Linked DNA regions of Mus musculus: all the other regions are linked to region 2. The links are chromatin contacts, called in public promoter capture Hi-C maps. All regions are on one chromosome and are shown on one strand. The core of a region is the stretch at or near the end of the contact, and the rest is flanking DNA. Distances in the headings are between cores, read along the strand shown.

What was found. Promoter capture Hi-C pulls out the DNA fragments that hold promoters and counts their contacts. Capture Hi-C pulls out chosen DNA fragments and counts their contacts.
Region 1: a contact with region 2 is called in a promoter capture Hi-C map of hippocampal neurons, with 2.0 times the contacts expected there. The contact joins the promoter of Oaz2 here to the enhancer-like site in region 2. A contact is called at or near these places in 3 of 39 promoter capture datasets (the C10 cell line, hippocampal neurons and liver) and 2 of 9 other capture datasets (adipose tissue and liver).
Region 3: a contact with region 2 is called in a promoter capture Hi-C map of adipose tissue. The contact joins two enhancer-like sites. A contact is called at or near these places in 2 of 39 promoter capture datasets (the C10 cell line and hippocampal neurons), 1 of 484 Hi-C or Micro-C datasets (the G1E-ER4 cell line) and 2 of 9 other capture datasets (adipose tissue and liver).

Annotation. Positions count from the first base shown.
Region 1 is chr9:65,675,064-65,678,919 of GRCm38.p6, reverse strand. It overlaps Oaz2 (ornithine decarboxylase antizyme 2), which reads right to left and starts at 2,372. Exons shown (of 5, transcript NM_010952.3): 1 at 2,155-2,372. The coding sequence starts at 2,174.
Region 2 is chr9:65,374,515-65,378,027 of GRCm38.p6, reverse strand. Ubap1l (ubiquitin-associated protein 1-like) reads right to left here. Exons shown (of 6, transcript NM_001373909.1): 5 at 1,018-1,119; 6 at 1-229. The coding sequence ends at 95. Among named protein-coding and RNA genes, the nearest start is that of Ubap1l, 15 kb to the right of the region's middle. Within about 2 kb of position 2,232, at least 17 of the 459 cell types and tissues checked have an H3K27ac peak or open chromatin away from gene starts, as enhancers often do. A contact at or near this core is called in adipose tissue and hippocampal neurons, where this site is marked.
Region 3 is chr9:65,652,059-65,655,715 of GRCm38.p6, reverse strand. The region is part of intron 6 of Rbpms2 (RNA binding protein with multiple splicing 2); the gene reads right to left. Among named protein-coding and RNA genes, the nearest start is that of Oaz2, 23 kb to the left of the region's middle. Within about 2 kb of position 1,780, at least 8 of the 459 cell types and tissues checked have an H3K27ac peak or open chromatin away from gene starts, as enhancers often do. A contact at or near this core is called in adipose tissue, where this site is marked.

The DNA of each region.
Region 1 (3,856 bases), core at 1,123-3,622, 300 kb before region 2:
GTTAAAGAAGATAGACTCAAAGAATGGAATGCTCTGGGGACCTAGATGGAGAGTCTCAGAAAGGGAAAAGGGAAAAGGAGGATGGGACTACCAGCAAAGGTTTGGTAGTTTGGTGACATTGGCTCAAGCACAACCTTAACAAGCCAGGAAATCGGGAGTGAGTGAGGTTCCTATATGAAAAGATGAAGTTGGAATAGAAATGGCCAAAACTGGAGCAATAAATATATAAGGTAAAGAAGAGTTCTTAAAAAAATAAATAAAATAATAAAGGGTTTCTCTGTGCAGCCCCGGCTGTCAGCTGTCATAGAACTTGATCTATAGACCAGACTGGTCTTGAACTCAGAGATCCACCTGCCTCTGCCACCTGAGTGCTACGATCACAGTCGTGCACACCATCACTATCAGACTAAAAGTTTCTTTCTGAACAGAAGGAGACCAAGAAGTCACTTGTCACTAGAGGGGCTAACACTGCAGGAATAAAGAAAGGCTAAGGCCTCCTTGGGCTGAGAGTATTTTTCAACCCAGGCTCCACATGAGAACTGGAGAGCTTTAAAATACACACCACTTATCAGGCCCTACCCTAGGCCATTTGGAGCAATCTAGGAAAGAACAGATAACTGGTTTTTTGGTTTGTGTTTGTCTAGCTAGGTTTAAGACACACTGAAATGTGAGGAACACACAGCTGGAGAAAAGATGGAGCTGGAAGAAGCATCAAGTAGGAAATCGAGAGTATCAAGATCACTTGGTGAAAAAGGAGCTCAAGCTTCCAGAGGACCCTTGAGTGGCAGAGCCCTATGTAAACAGCCACAAGAAAGATGACTTGTAGGACGAAGTCATCTGGTTTTGGAGGGATCCTGACAGTTTAAGGAAAGGATCTGCTTACTCAAGGTCAGAGGCTATAAAAAGTCCAATGTGAAGATAAAAGATCTAGTATGGGGACTGAATGGGTTTCAAAAAAGTTTTGGAGGGTTTAGCACCGAGCCTTACAGGGGAAGGCAAAGGAATCATTTCTGAATTGCTAATGAAAGCCAAGATAATACATAAGCAAGTGGCATTACAAATCCTGAGGGATCAGAAAATTCTGGAATAGCTTTGGAGAAGAGCGTCTGTCTGGGACAGAAATGTGGGATATCTGAGGACATGGAAAAAGGGAGGGTAACTAAAGGGATGACTTCTGCCTACTTTGGTTGAAAGTTAAGAAACCCACACCATTTCAAAAGAATAATGCATTTCAAATCCTGGGGGAAACAGGGATTGGGTCTTGAGGTAGGTAACTTCCAAAGGCCCAGGATCTGGTTTTGGAGGCCCTGGAGTGAAATTTAAAAGGGGGTAGCACTTAATGATCTTCCCAGGAAAGGGGAGAGACTAAGTTGGGCATTGTAATGATTTTAAAGAAGGGGGGGGGCGGTAAGATGAGTACCAACTGAGACTTTGTAGTGTTTAAAGGGTAAGAGTGTGTAGAAGAGTGTTGGCAACATCATTGGAAAAACAGGCTGGAGGGCAGGAATGGACTCCATAGTGTTAGAGAAATAAAGAGTGGGGGTTCCCAGACAGGAAAATGGGGCCTACCTGGAGAAGGGTGGGGAAGAGAGTGGGACTGCACATCCCAAGGAGGTGGGAAGAGGGGGAAAGGGTTGAGTTGAGAACTGCCGGACAGAGCTTGTCTTTGGGGACAGCCAGGCAGGGCTGAGAGGAGTCTGCCTGGGAAGCAATTTTCACTAGAGAATGGATTTAAAGCGATTAAGTGACTTGTGGAGGAGTAAGAAAGATTTAGGGAAGATAAGAACCAATTCGGGGAATCTGTGGGAGAAAGCCCACAGTATGGGGGACTGGGCACCGTCCCACTGGGCTTAAGAAAACGGAGCGACTGACTGGCTATGTCCAGGTTTTTTTTTTTTTTTGGGGGGGGGGGGCTCCGGGCGAGGAGAAAACCCGGATGAGGGGGATGGGCAGGGCTGGAGGAAGGGGGCTAAAGGACGGAAGGAGGCCCGATTTCAGGACTCGGGTGGCAGTGGCTGGGATGGCGAGAGGAACAGTGGGAGCGGATGGAGCCCCCTGGGGGCTGGGGGCAGGCTGCGGGGGTGGGGGGGGGTGCGAAGGCCTCTGGAGCTGCGGAGGGAGGATGGGGGCGGGGAGCCTGCGCCGGGCCGTTACCTGTCCTGGGTGTTTATCATCCTCGGTGGCTCTGCTCAGGGTGGGAGGAGGCGGCGCGGGGAGTGGGTAGGTGGACGAGTGGGTGGGTGTGGGGTCGCGCGCGCGGGCCGGTCTCTGTGGGCTAAGTCCCTGTCAGGCCGCGGGCCGAGTGCCCTCCTCTTGCCTCAGCGAGCGCCTGCCTCCAACTGACCCTCCCCGGCCGCCGCCGCGCAACCGCCCCGCCCCCAAGTACCTCATCTGCATAGCCCCACCCAGCGCCGCTTGGTGTCCTGGGAAACTGGGGCCCACAACAAAGGGCGAAGCACCGCCCCGCCTGGGCGCAGGCGTACTAAGGGCAAGCTATCATCTCGGGAAGAGGGGCGGTAGCCAGGGAGAAGAGGGGAAAGAGGTCTCTCTCGATGCCAGGAACTCAGGTTCTGCTTGGCTAAGGCCAGTCTTCATTTCTGCTTTTGTTCTTTCTTAATCATTTATGTATGTTTATTTTTTATACACATTGGTGTTTTGCCTGCATGTATCTCTATATGAGGATGTCAGATCCCCTGGCACAGGAGTTACAGACAGTGTGACCTGCCATGTAGAGGCTGGGAATTGAACCCAAGTCCTCTGAAGACCAACCGGTGCTCTTATCCGCTGAGCCCTCTCCACTCGTTCATGTCTGCCTTTTGTTTGTTTTTTGATACAGTCTTTGTAGCTCAGGCTAGCCTCAGACTCACTGGAAGATGACTTGGAAACCCCCATCCTCCTTCCTTTACTTCCTGTCCTGCCAAGTGCTGGAAATAGTGTGCCTCACCACACTGGGCACTTGCTGCTTTTGGTGTGTGGCCAAACCGAAACCGGAGAATAGTATTTGTAAACCCATGTCACTAAACAAAACAAAATCTGAAATAGAAGAATACTCCTCATAGAGTAGCACCATTTCCAGTGTGAATCTAATCCCACAGATCTTTTCCTTCAATTCATAGTACAATGACAGTGGCTTCCAGCCAATCGGTGCAAGCTGCTTCAATCGATCATGCAAGGCACCTAGTGCACTGCCACTGTCTTACCTGGCCCTCTAATCACAGAGGCCAGGCAGCAATGTACACACACCCCCAAATCCCAGCCACACTCACAGGAGAACCCTAGTTGTCAAACCTGTGCAGTCAACTTAGACTGCAGTCAGTAGAGACTGTGTAAGCCTTTATCTATCTTAGCACCCAGGAAGCAGGGGCAGGTGAGGCTCTGTGAGTTGAAGGCCAGCTTGTAGTACGCAGGCAACAAGTTCCAGGCTGCTTAGTGTAACATGGTGAGACCCTATCTTGGGGGTGGGGGAGGGAGGGGAGAGAGAGAGAGAGAGAGAGAGAGAGAGAGAGAGAGAGAGAGAGAGAGAGGTGGGGCAGAGGGAAAGGGAGAGGATGCACTCTCAGACCACAGTGGTCACCTCAAATCATCCGTTCATTTAGTCAAAGTTCAGTAAATAGCTACATACTATGTGCTTCTAGCATGGGCAGGAATCCAGGAAGCTTCCACAATGGGCCAGGCAATGTACCTACCTTGGATGTCACAATCTGTCCAGAGAGAGAGGCCATCACAATATGAGGTAAGTACTCAGTCTGAAGGACACTGCAAAGAAAGCAACACGCAGAAGAGACAGCTTGAAAAACCTGTACTTTTTCACTTTGGTATTACTCCAAAATGCAGTGGTCAACATGACCTCCACTGC
Region 2 (3,513 bases), core at 983-3,482:
GCCACCACCACCGGCATTATCTTTTAATGATTCCATTGGGATGGATGGCAGGTCTGGTCCTTCACTGTCAGCCATGCATCAATGTCCCAGCTTGTCACTGGGCACAGGCCACCAGCTCCTCCAGAGCCTGTTCGCGCCGATTACCGTGGACCAACAGCACCTCCTTGATCCGGTCTTGCTGGAAGCCCATGTCACTGAACTGCTTCCAGAGCCGCAGGAACTCCCCTGCCTGAAGAGGAGGCACAAAGGGTACTTTACCACCACGGCTGCCTCAGTCCTGAGTATCCCCAACCCTGGTGCCTTCTGACCCTCAAAGCAGCCCAGAAAACTGTGCTCCCTTCCCTAGGGACGCCTGACCCTGGGCCAATGCCTGTCATCTTCCTCTCCCTCTGGGGATGTGCGGAAAGAAGGTGCCAGCCTTGCTGAAGTGCTCTCATGTGGTTCACTCTGGGCTCCCTGTGATTGGCATTAGGGCAGCAGCTCCAGGAGAATGCACAGGGGCATCTCCTGTGAGCTGGCATGCTGGGCTCACCCAGCTCAGCCTCTCCTGAAGACTCCCCCTGAGTTTTCCTCTCCTGGTTGGTACCCAGTCCTTCTTGCAAGTCCCAGTTCTGTGAATTGCCGCCTCATGACTGTAGTAGGAGCTGTCATGGTTCGAGTTACTTTCTGAGTGCCTAGAGCTCCCTGGATGCCGAGGGCAGCAAACTCCCTGAGTTCAAGCATCTTCAGACGGCTCCTACATGGAAGTCTCAAACCCAGCAGGCATCCAGTGATACGTGTTTTGTTGACACAGTTACTACAGCGAAGCCCCTGCTCCTCCAGCCTCCAGTTCCCTCCCCACCTCTTCATTCGCTGACTCCTACCTTTGACTGTGCTCCACTTCTCTAGGTCGGTACTTTCTCCCCTGTGTGAGCAGGCCAGTTCCCTTCTGACCAGTCCACACGCAGCTCTGGGGCCACCACACCCCTGCACCCCATGCTCCCATTCCCTGGGGACCAGGTGGGAGGCCCAGCCCACCTGATGCTCGGAGAACTGAAACATCTCCATGGCCTCATCCACCAGCGCCTCGTCGTAGCCCTGCCGCAGCAGCCTGTCGCAGGCACTGAGGTAGCCGAGAAACTGGGCCAAAGAGGGCAGAGACGGAGAGACAGTAAGAGGAGTGTCAGGGTCAAGCTAGGGGGCCAACCAAGGGTCTTACAAAGATCATGTGTCCTGAACAACCCGTCATAGGTAACAGGAAGCCAACAGAATTGGAACAGGCTTCCCTTGAGAACCAGCAGAGGGGTGACAGCAGGCTCCTCAATAAATGTCCCAAGTTGAGGGATAGAATCCAAGAAAAGAGCTGTTCATGTGTTTACAGAGCCTATGTGGGGTCCAGGACAGGCTTTAAGCAAGTAACTCAACCTCCTCACCTCAGCCACCTCACGGACGACCACCAGCTTAGCCATCCTTCTCAGAGGAGCACCTAAGTGCAAAAGGACCCTCCTCGCCCATCTCTATGCACCCCCACCCCACCCCAGACACACCTGTCACCCAGGGTGAGTGGAGTTCACACCAGACCTCAGTCTGCACCACAGCTGGGGGAGGGGGCAGAGAGGCAGGACGTTTCTTCCAGAGCATACATCCTGGTGCTGAAAACTTGTTCTAATCACCCCCTGATTTCATTGTGGGGACAGGGTTCTTTGGCCTTCAGGGTAAGTAGTATCACCTGAGGACCAGGCTGGCCTGCCTACATAGGGAGCTTGAGGTTAGCCAGTAATATGGTAAGACCCAACTCAAAACACAAACAACGAGAAACAAACTAAGTGTTGCCTTAAGGTAGTGAAGTTGGCAGAGTGCTTGCCTATTGTGTATGAGGTTCAGTCCCCAGCAACATATAACTGGGTTCTGATGGTGCACTGGGGAGGTGGAAGCAGGAGGGTCAGAAGTTCAAGATCGAGCTGGTGAGATGGCTCAGTGGGTTAGAGCACCCGACTGCTCTTCCAAAGGTCCAGAGTTCAAATCCCAGCAACCACATGGTGGCTCACAACCATCCGTAACGAGATCTGACTTCCTCTTCTGGAGTGTCTGAAGACAGCTACAGTGTACTTACATATAATAAATAAATAAATCTTTAAAAAAAAAAAAAAAAAAAAAAAAGAAGTTCAAGATCAAGGCTGAGGAGCTGGCTCAGTGGGTAAGAGTGCTTGCATCATAAATGTGAGGGCCCGAGCTCAAGTGCCCAGCCCCCACATAGAAATCTGGATGCTGCCACATGCGGGCCTAAAACCTCAGCACTGTAGGAGGCAGAAGCAGAAAGCCTGGGGCTTGTTGGCTGCCAGCCTAGCCCTGGGTGCAGTGGGAGAGCTGTCTCAAGGGAACAGAATGACAGACCAGGGTATTTTCTCTGGTCGATCACGCATTTGCACACACACATGCACAAATACTACGCTAGACCACACACACACACACACACACACACACACACACACACACACTAATAAGTTAAAGATCACTCTTAGTTGCATAGTGAGTTTAAAGCCAGTCCTGCCACATGAAATCGTGCCTCCAAAACAAATGTGCTGCCTTTCACCATACCCTGGCCTGCTCACGTCCTCAGCTCCCTTCTTTTCTCAAGGCCTCTGTCCAACTCCCCATCTAAGGCTGGCCTCATTCTCCTCCCAGGAGGCCTCTCTGCAGACTCTGTCTCCCCTGGGCCATCCTTGGGGCTCTTAGGCTCCATCCACCCAGGGCAGTGCACACAGCTTTGCTCTGACTTTATGCCCACTGACTTCTGTCCCACAGTGGCGGAGGTTAAGTCAATCCCTACTGCACCAGCAGGGGAAGCAAAGGAGCCATGTGCATAAAATGAATTAAGAACGGCAAGGAACTCACAGCTTAGTGAAGGAGATAAACCAGACATGGGAGACTACGCCAGTGCCGGGCAAATCAAAGCAGGCTTTATAGGGACAGGTGCCCACCAAAGGAGAGCCATGTGTGTGGCTGGGAAGGAGGAGGTCGGGTTTCTGTTGACCTTCAGGGCTGGCAGGAGCACAGATTGTCTAGCCAGCCATGTGGTTTTCCAACTCTTGGAGCTCCTGGTCTGTTTGTCCCAGCACAGCAAGCAGCAGCTAAGAGCAGGCTGCCTGGAACAGGAGGCTGAATAGCTGCAGACACAAGGAGCTGGGTGCTCCTGAGAGAGGAACTGTGGGACACCCAGACCTGGCTCTCAACATATCTGAAAGCCACTTACCCCCAACACCTTTCACGGCTGAGGACATGGACAGCCTGGCAGAGCTGACAGCTTGTCAAAGAGTCTTAGTCCTTTAAACCTGGACTAGTCTGTGAGGTGGAAATGACTGTACAATGTGAAGGCTAGGCCAGGTGACCTTGAAGTTTTTGCTCTTATACTCTTGGAACTAACTGGACTAGTTTTCTGAAGAAATGTGGTGCAGTTAGTTGGCAAGTATCACCAATCACTGGACTGAGGCAACCGTTCTAACTGAATCAGCAAATATCACATAGAAGTAAGAG
Region 3 (3,657 bases), core at 531-3,030, 280 kb before region 2:
GCACAAGTTGACTTCAGATCTACGATGTAGTAGAGGCTGGGCTGAACTCCTGACCCTTCTGTTCCCACTTCCCTAAATGCTGAGGTTAGAGGCAGAGGCCACAATGCCTGCCGCAGGAGAAGCCTGCTATGTTAAAACACGAGTGCCATAGAGTTCACTTCAGGGCTCTCCTGCGGGCGTGCTCTGTGAAGCCACTGGGCTATGGGGCCTGGGGTGCAGCAGACAGGGGATGGATAGTGGTATTAGTTCTCAAACCTTTCATCCTCTACCTGCTATCATTTCTCAAGGCCACCTCCTTGCCTTCCGTATTTCTGTTGGTTCTCTGGGTTAGAACCTCTTACTTAGACTCAAGTGTTCACTTCGTTATTAGGTACTTTCAGCCTCCACTTCTGGTGCAGTACTGTCATGGAGCAAAGTGGGGAGGGGTCTTGAAAGGGAAAAACAAGGTATCACTACATGGATATGCCTCTTAACTACGTCTGGTCCTATGCCATCCTCTACTGAGGGTGTCCAGTAAGTTTGAAAAGCACGATCAGAACTAGAGACTGTTTCCTCCAAGATATACCAGTGTGCTTTAGGGTGGCCTCCTTCCTGTTCCCAGGAAGGCTAGAAGGCAGCACCTCAGGCAGACACAGACCTCAGGCATCCAGCCAGACTATAATAATCCACCTGCCTTAGCAATCATAAACTCCAGCACTTTGACAGCACTTTGTTCACACTGACAGCTGCATCAAAGCTGAGTGTGGTAGAACACAAGTTACCCTAGCATTCTAAGATGGGGCAGATTAGGAGATCAAGGTCATCCTAGGAGTCATGAGATCCTGTCTCAAAAAGCACAATGTCCAGCACTTGGGAGGCAAAGGCAAATCAATCTCTTAATTCAAGGTCAGCCTGGTCTACATGGAGTTCTAGAACAGGACGACACAGACAAAACTGTCTTTAACGAGGGGTGGAGGTGAGGATGGGGCTGGAGAGATGGCTCAGTGGTTAAGAGCACTGGCTGCTCTTCCAGAGGTCCTGAGTTCAATCTCCCGCAACCACATGGTGGCTCACAACCATCCATAATGGGATCTGATGCCCTCTTCAAGCATGTAGGTGTACATGCAGATAGAGCACTTATATACATAAAATTAAAAATCTTTTTTTAGAGCCAGGCGTGGTGGCGCACGCCTTTAATCCCAGCACTCAGGACACAGAGGCAGGCGGATTTCTGAGTTCGAGGCCAGCCTGGTCTACAGAGTGAGTTCCAGGACAGCCAGGGCTATACAGAGAAACCCTGTCTTGAAAAAAAAAATCTTTTTTTAAAAGGCGGGGGTGGGGTCTGGGGATGGGGCCCTTGAGATGTAGCTCAGTTGACAGTACTTGCTTAGTATCTATCCTGAGTACCAAGTAAACCAGGGTGATGCCTGCCTGTGATCTCAGTACTCTGTGGAGGTAGAGACAGGGGAATGAGAAGCTCAAGGCCATCCTGACTCTTGGCTACACACTGCAATTATAAATTATCCTGGAGAGGCTAGAGAGATGGCTCAGCGGTTAAGAGCACTGACTGCTGCTCTTCTGACGGTCCTGAGTTCAAATCCCAGCAACCACACGGTGGTTCATAACCATCCATCATGATGAGATCTGACACCCTCTTATGGGGTGTCTAAAGACAACTACAGTGTACTTACATATAATAAATAAATAAATCTTTAAAAAAAAAATAGCCTGGAATACAGAGAGATTTAGTTAAGCAACTTGTCAAAGGTCACAAAGAGGTTGTGTAATGGCGGCCAGGATCTGGACTACAGTTAGAAAGCAGTAGAACATGGGAAGAAGCCGGGAAGAGGACTTCAGGACAGGCGGCTACAGAGTTTAGCTCCCAGCTAGCAGAGCAGAGGGGCCTCTCTGGGTTCACTTGACAAACCCACTGTTGCTGGCTCCATACACCTGACCCAGACCAGCCTTCTTATTTTACAAAAGAGCACACATAGGCCCAAAGGTGAAGATCATGTAGCTAATTAGTAGCAGAGCTGGGATCACAGTGCCTTGCACTGTTCCTGCATTTAAATTTCAAGCTACCAGCTTGCTTAGCCTAGAGCACCCAGTCCTTGTCAGGGCCCATGCATGCTTACACACACACACACACTTACACACACACACACACACACACACACACACACACACACACACGGCTTCCCTGTCTCCAACTCCGATCCTGTGTTAATACTCAAACCTTCCCCTCTAGAAGGCATCAGCTACTTTTGATGAATTTTCCAGATGCCCAGGGTGCTCAGCTGGAGAAAGTACCACGTTTAACCACATTCTGGCCCACAATCAAAACCTACCCAACTTTCCTGCTGAGGTACACCTGCCACCATAGCAGCACCTGGCTTGAATTTCCCACATGGAGACTGGGACAAACTCTGGGTCCCAAAGCCACTCAAAACTTAGAAATGGATATGCACTTAGATCCTAGGTAAAGCACCCAGTACTGCTTTCTACTGCCCAGGTCAGGACCAAATAAATAGCCACCTCCAAGTGTTCCTTTCTTGACGGTCTAGGACACTCCCGGCTTCAAGGCTCACTTTTTGGTGACGTCTGAGCAGAGGTTTAGATAGATTCAATCCTGCCCTTGATATCCCTCCTGTGGCTGCTTGGCTGGGTCCCTTACACATAGCTACTCTTTTTCCTGCCTCCCCCCCCCCCACCCGTGCCCAGTCCCCAAATCTGTAATCCCAGCACCTGAAGCTGAGGTAGGAGAACTACCAACAAGGCCAGCCTGGCCTCCAGAGCAACACTGTCTCAGAAAAACAGAACTAAACTAAACAAAAAAGGAACACAAACACACAAAACAAGAACAAAAATAAGTCAGGTGTTGTATGCTTGTAACCTCAGCATTTGGGAGGTAAGGCAAGAGTATCAAGAGGTCAAGGCCAGCCTGGGCTACATACATAAGTTCCCCCACCCCCGTTTTATAAACCAAAATAAATGTACCAACAAAGCAAAATAATTAAACCAATAAAACCTACCAAAAAAAAAACAAGGCTGACAAGATGGTTTGGCCCACATGGTAGAGAACTGATTTCTAAAAGCTGTCTTATAATCTCTGCACATATGAGACACACATAAATGTAATCAAACGGGAGTCCTAAACTATCCAGGCAAAGTTCTAGCCTTTATTGTGTTACTATCCAACTCTAAACAATCCAAAGGCACAGTTTATTATTCTAGTTCTCCACAGCAATAACTGAGGCACGGAAACCTTTAAAAGCCTGATCAAGTTCATAAAGATAGGAAGGCCAAGCAGACCCCGCCTGCATGTCCCTGGTTTCTGCTCTGAACATTCAGATCCCTAGGGACACCAGTTCCAAATAATCTGGGCAGATAACAGTTGTGGGGGTTTGGGGGTTTTCTTGGGCACCATGTCACACATTTTAGCTCAGGCTGTCTTAAAAAATCCCAGCAATGGGACTGGAGAGATGGCTCAGTAGTTAAGAGCACCAACTGCTCTTCCAGACATCCTCAGTTCAATTTCCAGAAACTACATGGTGGCTCACAACCACCTGTAATGGGAAACTGACACCCTCTTCTGGTGAGTCTGAAGAAAGCAACAGTGTACTCACATACATGAAATAAATAAAATAAGTCTTAAAAAAGGGGGGGGGGCTGGAGAGA